Regions from separate parts of the Sus scrofa genome. Here region 1 is linked to region 2. The links are chromatin contacts, called in public Hi-C maps. All regions are on one chromosome and are shown on one strand. The core of a region is the stretch at or near the end of the contact, and the rest is flanking DNA. Distances in the headings are between cores, read along the strand shown. Region 1 holds the start of ZNF165 (zinc finger protein 165). Region 2 holds the start of ZNF184 (zinc finger protein 184).

What was found. Hi-C and Micro-C count contacts between places; a contact is called where the count stands out from the background.
Region 1: a Hi-C map of liver shows a contact between it and region 2, with 6 times the contacts expected there. The contact joins the promoter of ZNF165 here to the promoter of ZNF184 in region 2. A contact is called at or near these places in 1 of 5 promoter capture datasets (liver) and 1 of 47 Hi-C or Micro-C datasets (liver).

The regions. Positions count from the first base shown.
Region 1 is chr7:21,934,035-21,937,662 of Sscrofa11.1, reverse strand. It overlaps ZNF165 (zinc finger protein 165), which reads right to left and starts at 1,511. Exons shown (of 4, transcript XM_005665673.3): 1 at 1,416-1,511.
Region 2 is chr7:21,433,681-21,437,281 of Sscrofa11.1, reverse strand. It overlaps ZNF184 (zinc finger protein 184), which reads left to right and starts at 2,046. Exons shown (of 7, transcript XM_021099796.1): 1 at 2,046-2,508; 2 at 2,754-2,883.

The DNA of each region.
Region 1 (3,628 bases), core at 262-2,761, 500 kb before region 2:
CTGCTAGCTTAAATTTAAATTATCATGCTTGCAGTTCTTCTTGAGGCTCAGTGGTAACGAACTCGACTAGAATCCATGAGGATGCTAGGTTCCATCCTTGGCCTCCCTCAGTGGGTTAAGGAGCTGGCGATGTGGTGAGCTGTGGTATAGGTCACAGTTGTGGCTCAGATCCTGTGTTGCTGTGGCTGGGGTGTAGGTGGGCAGCTGTAGCTCCCATTTAACCCCTAGCCTGGGAAATTTCCATATGCTGAGGGTTAGGCCCTAAAAAGGCAAAAAAAAAAAAAAAAAAAAAAATTCATGCTAAGTAACTGATTCTACATGTCATCTCCTCAGATAGCTGAAAGTTCTGTCTCCAGGTGTCTAATCACTTCTCATCCACTTAAAACAGTTCAAAACTCTAGATAAAACTATTTGTTCTCAAGATAATTTGATTTGATATATTTTCCCTAAAGCCAGGTGTCAAATGTCTTACTAACCTCAAGATAATAAATATTTATGGAGAATCCAATGCTTTACGACCATCGGGTTGGAGAAGAGTTACCAAAAAACGTAAGCAGGATGTAAACAAATGCTATTCCAACAGACAGTAAGGAGTAATTAGTTACATTGGGAAAGGTGGAAGTTCGGAAAAGTGTAGGGTTCTGGTTGGAGGAGTAGGTCCCCGGAGTTTATGTTGGGATAGAGAGGAAGAGGAAGAGTTTTGTTGGAGGAGGGATAGGAGTTAGGGGAAATCCAAAAGGTCACAGAGTAGAGGAGGGAATTCAAAGTACTTGCTGAGAAAGGCTCCCACAGCACCTTGTCTTTCTCATATTGAGGCACTTTCCAGTCTTACAACTACCTGCTGTGATGTCCTGTTTTGAACTCTAGAAAGAGGGCAGGGGTTCAGTACAGGTTTCACGGCATCCCCGGTACACAAGAAATAACTCATTAAATATTTACTGTGTGAGGAAATTTCACGAGGATGCCGGGCTGACCGACCCTACTTTTCCTACTCAAAGGCGGGTTACTTCTCCCATGAAAAGCAGGAGTCGGGGACAGACCCTGGGGCAGTTTCTTCTGAAACAGAAATCCCCCTTCCCCTTCCGTCTCGACTGGGTCAATCCACTTCTCTTACCAGTTACCCTGGAATCGGAGAACCAAACAGCTCGCCGCCCCCCAAACCACGCCCCGCAGCCCTCAACGATGACGTCACGCGCGGCGGGGGTAACCATGGAAACCTTCATTTCCCTCCCGAAATAGGCGGGCGAGAAAGCTCTCCCAAGGCCAACCCTAGTTCCACCTTTCCTTGGGATTCCTCTGAGGTCTCGGGTCCAGAGCGCCACGGGGCTGCTGCATTTCCGAAGGGAACATGATAGGGACTGGGTGTTTGGAGGGGACAAAGGGCCAGACACCTGGGTCCCCGGACCCGGACTCACCTCTCCCGCAGGGCTGGTTCCGATCGGACACTTCCGGTGGAAGGACGGCGCTGCACTGTCTCTCAAGGCTTCCTTCCACGGAGACTTTTGAGGCTGCGCAGTAGGAGACTGGCGGGTTTTGGACTGCGATTCCCAGAAGTCTTCGGGTTTCCTCAGGCGCTCGGACTCCATTTCCCGGGTATTTTCGTCCCGGTCTTAAAGTTCTCAGAGTTTTTTATGGTAGTAGTAAACTTTTCTCTACCGCTCCCATGTGGCCTCGTCCTTGACTTCAGTCTAAGGTGGTGAAATGGAAACCCATGCAGGGGGATGCAGTTCAGACTTCACTTTTGGACTCCAGGAGGCTTTTTTCCCTCGAACCCTTGATTTATCCTCCAACCCAGGTGGAACGCAGATATACACAGTAGGATTAACTGTAACGCCTGGCTCAAGACTTCTATTCATGACCCGAAAGTGTGAACATTCTCGAATCCGTTACCAAATCTTTAAGAACTAGAACATTGACAATAACTTAACCATTACTACAACTCCTTCTCTTGTCTCCCTCCGTATCTCCTATAATCTGAGGTAACCACTATTAAAAATTTTCTGTTCCCTTGTTAAAAAGATAGTTCTGTTTGGTATATACTTAAGGTCAAACAACATATGCTTTTAATTTTAGTTGTTTCTCACTAAAAGGCATCGTGTCATTGGTAATTGATATTTGCTTCTTTACACTCAGCAATTTGTTACCAAGATTTATCGAAATTGTTGAGTTAAAATTAACTTTCATTACTGTGTAACGTTGCAGTTGTGACTATAACATCGTGTTCATCCATTCTTCTAAAGACAGGCTGATACGCTGTTGTCTCTCTTCTGAACTAAAATAACCTGTTAAGTGAGGCCTCTGCTTCTACCTGTATCCTCCACAGTCCGGTCTCAATTAGAACATTTGGAGTGATACTGTTTTTGTTTTATAAATCAGAATATCATTTTTTTTCTTATGTGGATCTTCTACTATCATCTCATTTATTTATTTAACAATTCTTTTTAATTGAGATATAGTTGATGTGCAATATTATATAGGTTTCGAGTGTACAACATAGTTATTCACAATTTTAAAGGTTGTACTCCATTTACAATATTGGCTGTATTCCCTGTGCTGAACCATATATACTTGTAGCTTATTTATTTATTTTTGGCCACGTTGTAGGCATGCGGAAGGACTGGAGCTTGTATCACAGCAGTGACCCAAGCCACAGCAGTGACAACACCGAATCCTTAACCCTCTAGGTCATGAAGGAATTCCATCTTATTTATTTTACATACAGTAGTTTGGACCTCTTAATCCTCTTCTCATAACTGGCCCCTCCCCACTTCCCTGTTTCCACTGGTAACCACTAGTTTGTTCTCTATATCTGTAAGTCTTTTTTTTTTTTTTTGGTTATATTCACTAGTGTGTTTTATTTAGATTATCATTTAGATAAATGATATTATACAGTACTTGTCTTTTTCTTTTCTTTTTTTTTTTGTCTTTTAGGGCCAGATCCATGGCCTATGGAAACTCCCAGGCTAGGGGTCCAGTTGCAGCTGTAGCCACCAGCCTACACCACAGCCACTGCAACACCAGATCTGAGCTGTACTGCCACCTACACCATAGCTCATGGCAACGCCGGATTATTAACCCACTGAGTGAGGCCAAGGATTGAACCTGCACCCTCATGGATGCTAGTTGGGTTTTTTAGCCACTGAGCCATGACTGGAACTCTGGTATTTGTCTTTTTCTGTTTGACTTATTTTACTAAGTATTATCCCCTCCAAGTCCATCCATGTTGTTATAAATGGCAAAATTTCCTTCCTTTTTATGACTGAGGGGTATTCCTGTGTGTGTGTTTGTGTGTGTGTGTGTGTGTGTGTGTGTGTGTGTGTGTATGTCTCACATATTCTTTATCCATTCGTCTGTTTGTTTTTTTTTTTTTGTCTTTTTAGGCCTGCACTCTTGGCATATGGAGATTCCCAGGCTAGGGGTCAAATCAGAGCTGCAGCTGCTGGCCTGCACCGCAGCCACGGCAATGCCAGATCTGAGCCTCGTTTGTGACCTACATCACAGCTCACTACAACACTGGATCCTTAACCCACTGAGCGAGGCCAGGGATCAAACCTGTATGCTCATGGATACTAATTGGGTTCGTTTCCGTTGAGCCACAACAGGAACTCCTGTCCATTCATCTGTTGAT
Region 2 (3,601 bases), core at 797-3,296:
TAGAATGTCTTATCATGTGGTAATAAAAGTCCTCCAGATTTGTTCTTTCTTTGCAAGATTTCTGAGACTATTCTAGGTCCTTTCCACAAGCACATATATTTCAGAGATAGTTTGTCAATTCTCTCAGAAGTCCACTTTGACAATTTTATTTCAAACACATTGAATCTGAGTCTTTCAATCAATGAATATATCTTTTCATTTATTTAGATATTATTAAAAACTCTCAGAGTTCCCATCGTGGCGCAGCGGTTAACGAATCCAACTAGGATCCATGAGGTTGCGGATTCGATCCCTGGCCTTACTCAGTGGGTTAAGGATCTAGCATTGCCGTGAGCTGTGGTGTAGGCTGCAGACACGGCTCAGATCCCGCATTGCTGTGGCTCTGGCATAGGTTGGCAGCTACAGACCCCTAGCCTGGGAACCTTCATATGCCGTGGGAGTGGCCCTAGAAAAGGCAAAAAAAAAAAAAAAAAAAAAAGATAAAAATAATAAAAAAATAAAAATTCTCAGCACAGTGATTTGAGGCTTTTAATATAGCACTCTTGCACATTTTATTACATTTATTATTGTGTTTATTATTAGAATATTGATAGTTTTCTTGCTATTGTAAATGACAAAAAATTGTCTATTTTTACTGGTGTAGATGAATACAACATATATTTGAATATGGGGTTTTGTATCCAGTAAATTTGTTGTTTAAAAGAGCGTTATTTTAATCTGACAACTAGTATCATTATAAGAAGAGGAAATTTGGGTACACAAAGAGACACCAGGGAAAAGCATGCATAAAGCAAAGGACATGTGAGGATACTTCAAGAAGGTGGCTATCTGTAATCCAAGGAAGAGGTCTTTGGAGAAACAAACTTGTTGACACCTTGATCTTGGACTTCCAGCTTCCAGAACTGTGACAAAATTAATTTCTATTGTTTAAGCCACTCAATCTATGGGAATTACCGACATTTTGTTATGGCAATCATCTACATATTGCCTTTCCATCCTCTGTCCTTTATAGCTATCAGCCATTTTCTTCTATTTCATTTGTCTTTCTTTTGAATCATTCAGCTTTAAAAGAATATCCTATACATAACCTAGTCACTTTTTCGTAGCATCAATTCAGTTCTCCATTATGAATAATGCTCCTGCACTTAAATACTCTTTGCTATATGTTTTAATTCCTTTTCATCTGATGTCTTTATTTCAGCCTGTTCTTTCACAGCTTTCATTTCTGTTTCATTTAGGTCGTGTCTTCTGGCAATCTACTTAGAATACCAAATTGTTGCCAGAAATTTTCTGGTTCTCACAGTAGGTTTTTTCTGAAATCTGCTTCTAGATACCGTCCCTTTCCTTTTACTGTAACTTTGTTTTTCATATACTTAGTGTTGGGATTCCAAGTTTAGTGTTTTGTCAGCCAGTAGTCTGTGACTTGACCTTAACCCCGCTATACAAATATGGAGATGCACAGAAGTACAGTAAAGTGCTTGGGCCACACATTTAAAAGTATAGAAACCTATCGACATCTTTCGGATATTCTGCCAAAGACACATCGACAGACTGGAGTTGGGTTTCATTCATAGCTATGTGTGGGCTGAAGTAAGCATACACCGTGCACTACAGCGGTCAAAACATGGGAAGCCCACCTCACAGTTTAAAGTGAAGGTTACGACCCATTTGAGAGTCATGAAAGCAATATAATGGGTCACGACCAGAATTTTTTAAACAAATAAGTATAATATCAAATACAAGGTAGGGCACGTAATACAGGAAAGTATTGCATTATGACATAATTGTGTTTTAAAATTATATACGTGTATAAATGTGTACTCTTATAATCAGTCTGGTCACACATGCTTGAGAGTCACCTCTCCAACGAACACTTTCAACTCAGAGACCAAGGAACAAACGACTGAAGGGCAGAACCCCAGGCCCTGCTCAAAGGGCTCTTACTCTTTGGCTGAGGCCTCTGGGAAATGGAGTTTAGCGTCCTAGAGCATGCTGGGAATCGTAGTCCCGCGTGTCTGCGGGGCGTGATCTAACGCTGGCGGGCGGGGGCGGGGTTCTCTCCTCACGACCGGAAGTGGCCGTTGAAGCCGGCTGTAGGCGTGAAAAGAGGGGGGAGACCTGATGCTTCGGCTCCCTTCGCTAGGTTTGGTGATCGTCTCAGAGCTTCCGGGCGGGGGATAGGAGTGTGTGGCAGGCTCTAGAGGGAGGGAAGCCCAGGTATCACTATGGCAACCGCCAGTCCTCCGGCCGCGTGACGTCACTCCTCTCTTCGCTTGAAGCGGCCTCTGTGGGAGAGAGCTGGGGCGTCCTAGAAGGGGCGCCCATCGCCTCCTTCAGAGTGGGGCTGTTCCGCTCCGATCCCTGGGAGGGCTTTGTTCTTTTGTTCCGGCCTAGGAGGAAGGACCAGAGCCGGGCCCCGCCCTGTTGTCCATTTTCCAGCTTTTCCGCCCTGCAACAGGTGTGTCTTCCTGAGCCCGCGGGGGTGTGAGCCCGCAAGTGTGCACAGAGGTAACCGTCCGGGTAGGTGGGAGCTTCTGGTCAGATTCTAGGATAGGCGACAGGGGTTTTGGAATCTGGGGATGAGAATCTGCGTTCTCGATCTCCATTCTGTTTTTGTTCAGCCGGAATGCCACATGTCTCTTTAATGCTCTCTCTGGTCACTTCTCTTTTCCAAGGACCTCTTGGCCGCTCTGCAAAACTCTTGAGTTGTGATTGTATGACAGTTGCTGCTGACCTCATCCTGTGTCTTTTAGGGTAGCCAACTTCAGCGGGCGTAAGGGCTCATCCTCCTGCTGAACATCTGGGCTCCAGACTGAGGACCCAGCTTGAGAAACCCTGGTGTCCTGATTCCAAGAGGAAGGGGATGAGCACTTGAGATGGAAGGTAATGGGGAAGACTTGGGGGAGAGTGGGATGATGGAGGCAAAACAGCAGGCACGACTTGAAAATTAAACACTTGGCAGAGCTGGAAGTAGTGGAAGGAAGGGACCTTATGTATATAAGGATGGATGGAGAAAGAAACAATTACATCATAGGGAGAGACTTACTTATATTATAGGGGGAAACTTGAAGGAAGAGTTAATTCTGCCTGACTTTGGGATTGGGGAATGAAAAGAAGTAATGATTCAGAATGTCTGTGATCCTCACATAACCTCTGTTTATTAAAAATTAGAATGATAATGTTGCAGTCAGGAAAAGTCTTGGTACTCATCTCTTAGTGCAAGAATCAGTTCTGAAATATCCCTGGCAGATGGCCATCTGTTAAGCCTATGCCTGAACAAGTGTGGTGTTAAACAGCATTTTGGGTGCAGACTATTCCCTTGTGGGGTCTTTCTTTTTTTAGTTCCTTATATTAGGCACAGTTGTCTTTCTCTGTAATTTCTGTGTTGATTTTAGCTCTTAGTCCTCAAAAGCAAGAAACTGCTGGCTCTTTAACATTGTTGCCCTTCAGATATGTGAATTCAGCTGTTAAAACTCCTACTCACAAATTCTGTTTCTTTTCCAAACAAAATCGCCTCAATTCCCTTGATGAGTCTTCATGTAATATATCTGGTCCTCTTCCCTAAAAACTCTCCTGCGTGATGGCATGCTTCTTAAAATTC